Regions from separate parts of the Sus scrofa genome. Here region 2 is linked to region 1. Evidence: chromatin contacts called from public Hi-C data. All regions are on one chromosome and are shown on one strand. The core of a region is the stretch at or near the end of the contact, and the rest is flanking DNA. Distances in the headings are between cores, read along the strand shown. Region 1 holds the start of LOC100522141 (cyclin N-terminal domain-containing protein 2). Region 2 holds the start of AKT2 (AKT serine/threonine kinase 2).

Region 1 (3,331 bases), core at 332-2,831:
ACTCTTTGCATTGCTGACCTCTCAGTCATTTCAAGTCTCAGCTAAAATTTCCCTGACTTATTCTGTAGTTTTCCTTGCACCCCATCATCTCCAGCTCATCAATTTATTTTCCTCATAGTATTTTCAATCTGGAGATACCAGTGTTTGCTCGAATGTTTTAGGGTTTTGCCCCCAACAGGCTGCCACCCCCATGAGGGCAAGGAGTCTGTCCAGAACACGGCTGTGTCTGGGTCCCTCACAGAGACACCGGCCTGGAAGAGACGCTCACGAGATGTTAAATAAATGCGTGTTTCCTCTGGCGGTGCCTGCCTCAGACAGCGATCTGTGGACCACCACAGCCTGTGTTTCGGCTTTTGTGGCCCTTCTGAAACAATCGCCTACATTCGCTTGTTTCCCCACAATGAAGACAGACTGTCTCATGTTGTCCATCACAGCATCCCCAGGGCCTAGACACGCTCAAAAACATTTGTTAATAACTCCCTCAACAGTTGATAAATGAGTAAATGTGAGGCACAAGTACAAGGAGCCACACGTACGAGGAGTCACACAATATCAAAGGAGGGGCTGCCAACAGCCTGGGGAGGATGGGAAAGGGCATTTCCAGCGGTGGAAGCTGCAGGGTAAGAAAAACCAAGCCAAGAAAAAACAAGAGCAGAAAAAACAAGCCAAGAAGCTGGGGCGGGGGGTGTAAGGGCTGCAAAGTCTGGGAATTGAGGTGAGAGCTGAGGCTGGCGAGGTGGGAGTTGCGTCGCTTTGGCTTCGTCTAACCCCAACCCCTCTGCTGCCCTCCAGGGATGTGGGTGGCGCCAGCGTTGCCTCGGGCCTGCTGGCCCCCGAGTGTCCCGCCCCGGCTCCACTCACCAGGACTTCCGCGAGGAAGTCTCCCGCGTACTCGCGTTCCCCCTCCAGCCCCAGCGCGCTCAGAGCCTCCTCCAGCCCCGGCGGCGCGCACGGCCCCGACCGCCTCTCCAGGCGTCCTGGGGAGACGCCCCTGCCCGCCGGGACCCCGTCAGGGACTGGGGTGCTCCGAGGCTCTGGCTCGAGGGAGCCAGCTGGACTCTGCAAGGGAGAGGGGCTGGGGTCAGAGCCTGGGGATAGGCCTGAGCCGGGAGGGGGGAACCTGGCTCCTCTGAGCTCACCAGCATCTTTCAAGCCAAGCGCCCGCCTCTTCCCGCTGAAGCGGAGAACCTGGTCAAGGTTGGTGCTTTAAAAGCGCCAGGGCGCACGCGCGCTGAGCGCCTCACCTGGGCAGGTGCATAGGCAATGGTGAAGGTTACGCAGGCTGGCTCTGCCCCCTCACAATCCTGTAGGACGGGCAGCTGGAGAAAATCCTTGTCCTGCTACTCACTATCTGACCAGACACAGGCCCTTTGATCTTCCCTTTCGTCCCCAACAGTAGGGATTTAAAAACTTGCTTGACAAGAGGGAGTTGCCTGGTGGGTCAATGCATTAAAGATTCTGCCTTGTGGAGTTGCCGTCCTGGTTCGGTGGTTAACGAGCCCGACTAGCATCCATGAAGACGTGGGTTCGATCCCTGGCCATGCTCAGTGGGTTAAGGCTCTGGCGTTGCTGTGGCTGTGGTGTAGGCTGGTGGTTGCAGCTCCGATTGGAACCCTTAGCCTGGGAACCTCCATATGCCTCGGGTGTGGCCCTAAAAAAAAGCCAAAAAAAAAAAAAAAAAAAAAGAAGATTCTGTATTGTCACTGCTGTGGTGTGGGTTTGACCCTTGGCCTGTCCTGAGGAATTTGTAAGATCGTGTTTGTTAAATATCCAGCACAGAGACTAATACAGCAAAAGCTCAAGGCATGGGAGCTATAAATCCCATCACAAATATTGATGGAGGGCCTCTTCCTCTGTCACCTGTGGTTGCTGCCTTTACCACGCCCACAGACTACAACAAAGTGATCAGGGAAAGTCACCAGGGACCAGTCTGGACTAGTGCAGCAGCCTGCTCACTGCTCTTCCTGTCCCCATCCTCTACAGCCTGCTACATCCATGCAGTCAGCGATGACCCTTTGACACTTGGAGTAAGCTCACACTGCCTCTGTTCAGCACATCCCAGTTTCCATAACCCTCAGAAATTCCAAGAGCCCCAATATCATCTTCCCACCCCAAACACACCTTTGAGCTCATCTCCTATCCCTCTTACTCATTCCTCCCCCATCACACTGGCTTCCTGGCTCATCCTCACCCATGTCAAGCACAATCCTACCTCAGGACCTTTGCACCAGCTCTTCCCTCTGCCTGGAACCTCCTCCCTCAGAGACCTTTCACCTCCTATAAGATGTTTACTCAAATGTTACCTTCTCTATACAAAGTGCCATCCTGAGCATTTCCTGTGCCCATTCTGTGCACTTATTCTCTCCTTCGCACTTACTGCCTTATTTATTGTCTCCCTCTGGACTAGAATGTGGACCTCGTGAGGGCAGGGCTTATCTAGTTTTTTTTTTTTTTTTGGCTGGTATTTTCAGTGCCTAGAACAGGACTTGGCACATAATTGGTATTCAAATGTTTGCTGAATGAATGAACAGGCCGGATGTAACGTAAAGATGATGGTCTGGAGTTCCCCTTGGGGCTCATTGTCAGGGTGTATTCTCAGAGTCAGTACAGGCACACATCCAAGATACCGCAGGATCAATCCCAGACCACTGCAGTAAAGCAAATATCCTAATAAACTGAGTCACACAAATGTGTTTCCCAGCGCATATGGACGTTTACACTCTACTGCAGTCTACTGCGTCCAATAGCATTATGTCTAAAGAAATGATGTGCATACTTTCTGGAGTTCCCCTCCTGGCTCAGTGGAAACAAACCTGTCAAGCATCCATGAGGATGCAGTTTCAATCCCTGGCCTCCCTCAGTGGGTTAAGGATCCCACGTTGCTGTGGCTGTGGTGTAGGCTGGCAGCTACAGCTCTGATTGGAGCCCTAGCCTGGGAACCTTCATATGCCACGGGTCCTGGCCTTAAAAGACAAAACACCAATGTGCATACTTTAATTTTAAAATACTTTATTGCTAAAACACACACAAAATGCTAACCATTATCTGACAACACAGGACTACCACAAACTGAATTTGTTTAAAAAAAAAAAAAAAGCAGTATCTGCAAAGCACAATGAAATGATGTGCCTGTACCAAATAAATACAAAGGGAAAACAGTAACTTCACAGAGAAGCCTGACAGACACCACCTTATCCAAGGGCTCAGAGTCATCACCACGCAAAGAGCAGATCACCGCACGTGCCTCCTGACAGGATGCACGGAGAAAGGCACATTTATTTCTGGGAATTCTGTCAAAAACAGCTTACATATAACCACAAGGAAACATCAG
Region 2 (3,331 bases), core at 498-2,997, 34 kb after region 1:
ACAGAGAGGAAGTGGCAGAACCAGGGTTAGAACCTTGACACCTGCCAAAGTTCAGAAAGCTCTAACAGCCCCAAACTCAGGGCCCTATCTGGGCAGGTAGGCCTAAGTGTCTCGAATGCCACCCTGCCTGGAAATGGGTCTCCGCTGCTGATGGGGAGGCCCAGCCGGGGGAGCCACCTCCGCCCCTCATCACCGCTCCGTGTCAGGGGGCTGGGACAGGGCAGGATGGGCGGGCACTTCTCCCAGTTCCTACAGGGCCAAGCCCATCAGCCTCCTCGCCCCCTCCAAATAGGCCTGGCCCAATCCCCTCTACGGACTCACAGCTGTCCCTTCGCCCTATCCCTGGCTAACTGTGGGGCTCGTGCCCTTGCTTCCTTCAGATCTTTATTCCAACACCCCCTCAGGGAGGCCCTCCCTGATCCCCCCGCTTAAGATCAGGCCCCCCTCCCCGGCTCACCCCCCCGACCCCCCTGGCCCTCACCACCATGCCACACAGTGGTCTACTTGGGTGCCAGCCGCCCTCCCTACCTAAGGTAAGACATGAACGGGGTATGTACACATTGACTGCTCATCAATAAATGTTTAAAAATGAAAAAAAAAAAAAATCCATAGGAGGTGGAGGACTTTTGCCCTCCTGGTTCGCCTCTGTATCCCCAGGGCCTAGACCAGTGCCTAGAACACAGGAGTGGCTCCATAAATGTATGCTGAGTGAATGAAAGCACCAAGGAGCACGGCTACCCCCAGGCCCGGCACCCCCCTCCCCAGGGAGGGTCCATGGAAGCCCGGACAGTCTGCCTCCTCCACTCCCCAGTGGCGCCTGCACAGGCCGACCGCGCGCAGGCTTCTTCCCAGCTGCCTCTGCACGCGGCGGTTCTGAGACGGGCCCACCTGGAGTCTAAGGGTCTCTCAGTCTCTTCCCTGACTTCGCTCCCCGCTGCCCACCAGCACAAGCAGATCAGCTTCACGGCATCCTGGGCGCCAGGGTCCGAGGCCGTCTCACCACTCCGCCGGCCTCCTCCAGCTCTCCCCCACTCACTCTGCTCCGGCCCCTCTGGCCAACTTTCCGTCGCAGGCACATCCCACCTTTGTGCTTGCTGTCCCATTCCCTGGGACACCCTTGCCCAGCTATCTGCATGGCGCACTCCCTCACTGCCAGGCCTCGGTCCACTGTCCCCTCCTCAGAGCTGCGTCCCTTGAACCCCGTCTTTCTCCAGCCTGTTTCCCTCAGAGCTCCTCCTTTTCACCACCTGACAGCATGGATCTGTTTATCTGTTTACTGTCTGTCCCCAGCACCCAATGGACTGCAAACTCCATGGTGGCACCACCACGTCCCCAGAGCCTGGGATGGCCAAGATGGCCTCCTACACACTCCACGAGTATCTGCCGATTGAATAAAGGCTGAAGAGCATCAGGCAGTGTTACTTCAGTGAAGGGATTTCCCCGCTCTCCAGCCACTCTGGCCAACCCTCCGTTCCTGAGAGTTGACAGGACCTCTGATGCAGGGGCAGAACTCAAGGCCTGGCTGGGGGGCTCATGCAGGGGGTCCAGCTAGACCTGGACACTCAGGCCCAAGCATCGTCACAGCTCCGCTGCCCAGACCTCCCTCAAAGATTCCATGAAATGGGCTTGTCAGGAGCTGTGGCCTGGGGCAGGCGGCGGGGGAGACACGCAATCCTCTGGGCACAAGCAGCCCCTTACCACGCTTGTGAGCCAGCCTTCTTTGATGACAGACACCTCATTCATGGTGGCAGCGTGACACGCTGTCACCTAGCTTGGGACAGCTCAGGGCAGCAGGACATGCAGGAGGCGTGGTGGACAGAGCGCAGTCTGCAAGACAAGAGAGAGGAGTCCGTCAGCGTGGGAGGGGGATTCGCCCTGGCCCCGCCGCCCAGCACAGCCTGCCTCCCAGGCCCCTCTGGCTGCTCTGACCTGCTGGAGCCAGGGAGGGTAGGGAGACCTGCCCCCCGGGCCCAGACTGAGGGGGAGAGGGGGCCTCGTCCCCAGGGACCCCAATCCTGGGGGGAGGGACACGACCTGCCCTTAGAGCCCTACTCTGGGAGAAGCAGAGCTCCCTAGCCTGGCCCTGCACTCAGGACACCTATGCTGAGCAGAGGCAGCCCCCCATGAACCCCTACTCCTGGCTGGGCCGAGCAGCTCCACCCCCCGCGGCATTCCCATGCCCCAGTGCTAAGGTCACCTGGGATGAATTAGACAGCCCTGAGCACCTGAGGGAGTGCTCAAAGCCACCAGCATCTGCCTGCCATCCCCAAATACACATGCACGCACGCGCGCACACACACACACTCCTCTCCAAACCACAGAGTCATCAACCTGCCACCTTTAGCAAACCAAGTACTGCACCAGGTCACCTCGTGTCGCTGCCTCAGCCTCAGTTCCCTCCTTGTCCCCACCAGATAACAGGAAAGAAAGAAAAAAAAAGATCTTGGCACTCCGGATCTTGAACAAGAAAGCAATCCACACACTTATCTGGGGTCCAGGAGACAGTCCTGGGGGCTCAACCAAGGCCCTGGTCCCTTCCCCAAGACCTCTGCTTCTGTCCTCAGGGACCAGCAGCCGACAGACTGACGGACGCCGAGGCCGCTGCTTCGTCTCAGGTTCCCGGGGCGGAGGGGAGAAGGGGGGCAGGCAGCCACCAGCTGGGCCCCTACCTGGAGCCACAGGCCTGGACAGGGGCCATGGAGTCCAAGGCGCCTTTCGCCTCTCCTGGCCTGGGGCTATTTGCGGACAGCAGGTCAGGAGCTACGGTGGCCCCCAGAGAAGCAGCAGCTGGTTCTGGGGACACCGTGGGCATCAGCTTTCTCTCGTGCCCCAGGGGAGCTGGCGGGCCGGACACACTACTGCATGTGACGGTGGCAGGCTGCCCAGGCCCTGGGCAGAGGAAGGGAGGTAAGTGGGAGGACGCCGGAGGAAGACAAGACGGACAGTGACAGGGAAGTAAACAGCACAGTGAGAAATCACGTTCTGAACTCGGAGCTGCAAAGACAGGGCCCAAAAGGGGCTCCCTCCCCGGCAGGTACTCCAGGAGCTCACACCTAGGAACTGAACACACCCGTGACCAGCAGACCTTCGCTCCTAAAAATCCCACCAGTCTGCGCTTCTATCTCTAACGAGACCAGGGTCTCCATCCCAGACTCCCTTCAAGGTGGCTCAGGGCCAGCGCCGTCCTCTGGAGGCCTGCCCCACCTCCTCCCTGGCCTCCCACCCTCCAATCTGTCTCCCATTCAGCAGCTAGAGGAACCCTCTAATCCGACCCCTGGCTTCCTTAGCTTGGGACCCCAGGCTCCTCAGGCCCTGGCCGCTGCTGAGCTGC

The links. Hi-C and Micro-C count contacts between places; a contact is called where the count stands out from the background.
Region 2: a contact with region 1 is called in a Hi-C map of embryonic fibroblasts, with 1.5 times the contacts expected there. The contact joins the promoter of AKT2 here to the promoter of LOC100522141 in region 1. A contact is called at or near these places in 2 of 47 Hi-C or Micro-C datasets (embryonic fibroblasts and undifferentiated spermatogonia) and 1 of 2 datasets of contacts at active chromatin or transcription factors (alveolar macrophages).

The regions. Positions count from the first base shown.
Region 1 is chr6:48,552,793-48,556,123 of Sscrofa11.1, forward strand. LOC100522141 (cyclin N-terminal domain-containing protein 2) reads right to left here and starts at 1,582. Exons shown (of 8, transcript XM_021094385.1): 1 at 1,140-1,582; 2 at 862-1,059. The coding sequence starts at 1,145. It also overlaps a transcript of AKT2 not described here.
Region 2 is chr6:48,586,177-48,589,507 of Sscrofa11.1, forward strand. It overlaps AKT2 (AKT serine/threonine kinase 2), which reads right to left and starts at 1,748. Exons shown (of 14, transcript NM_001256779.1): 1 at 1,710-1,748; 2 at 1,699-1,707. The coding sequence starts at 1,743.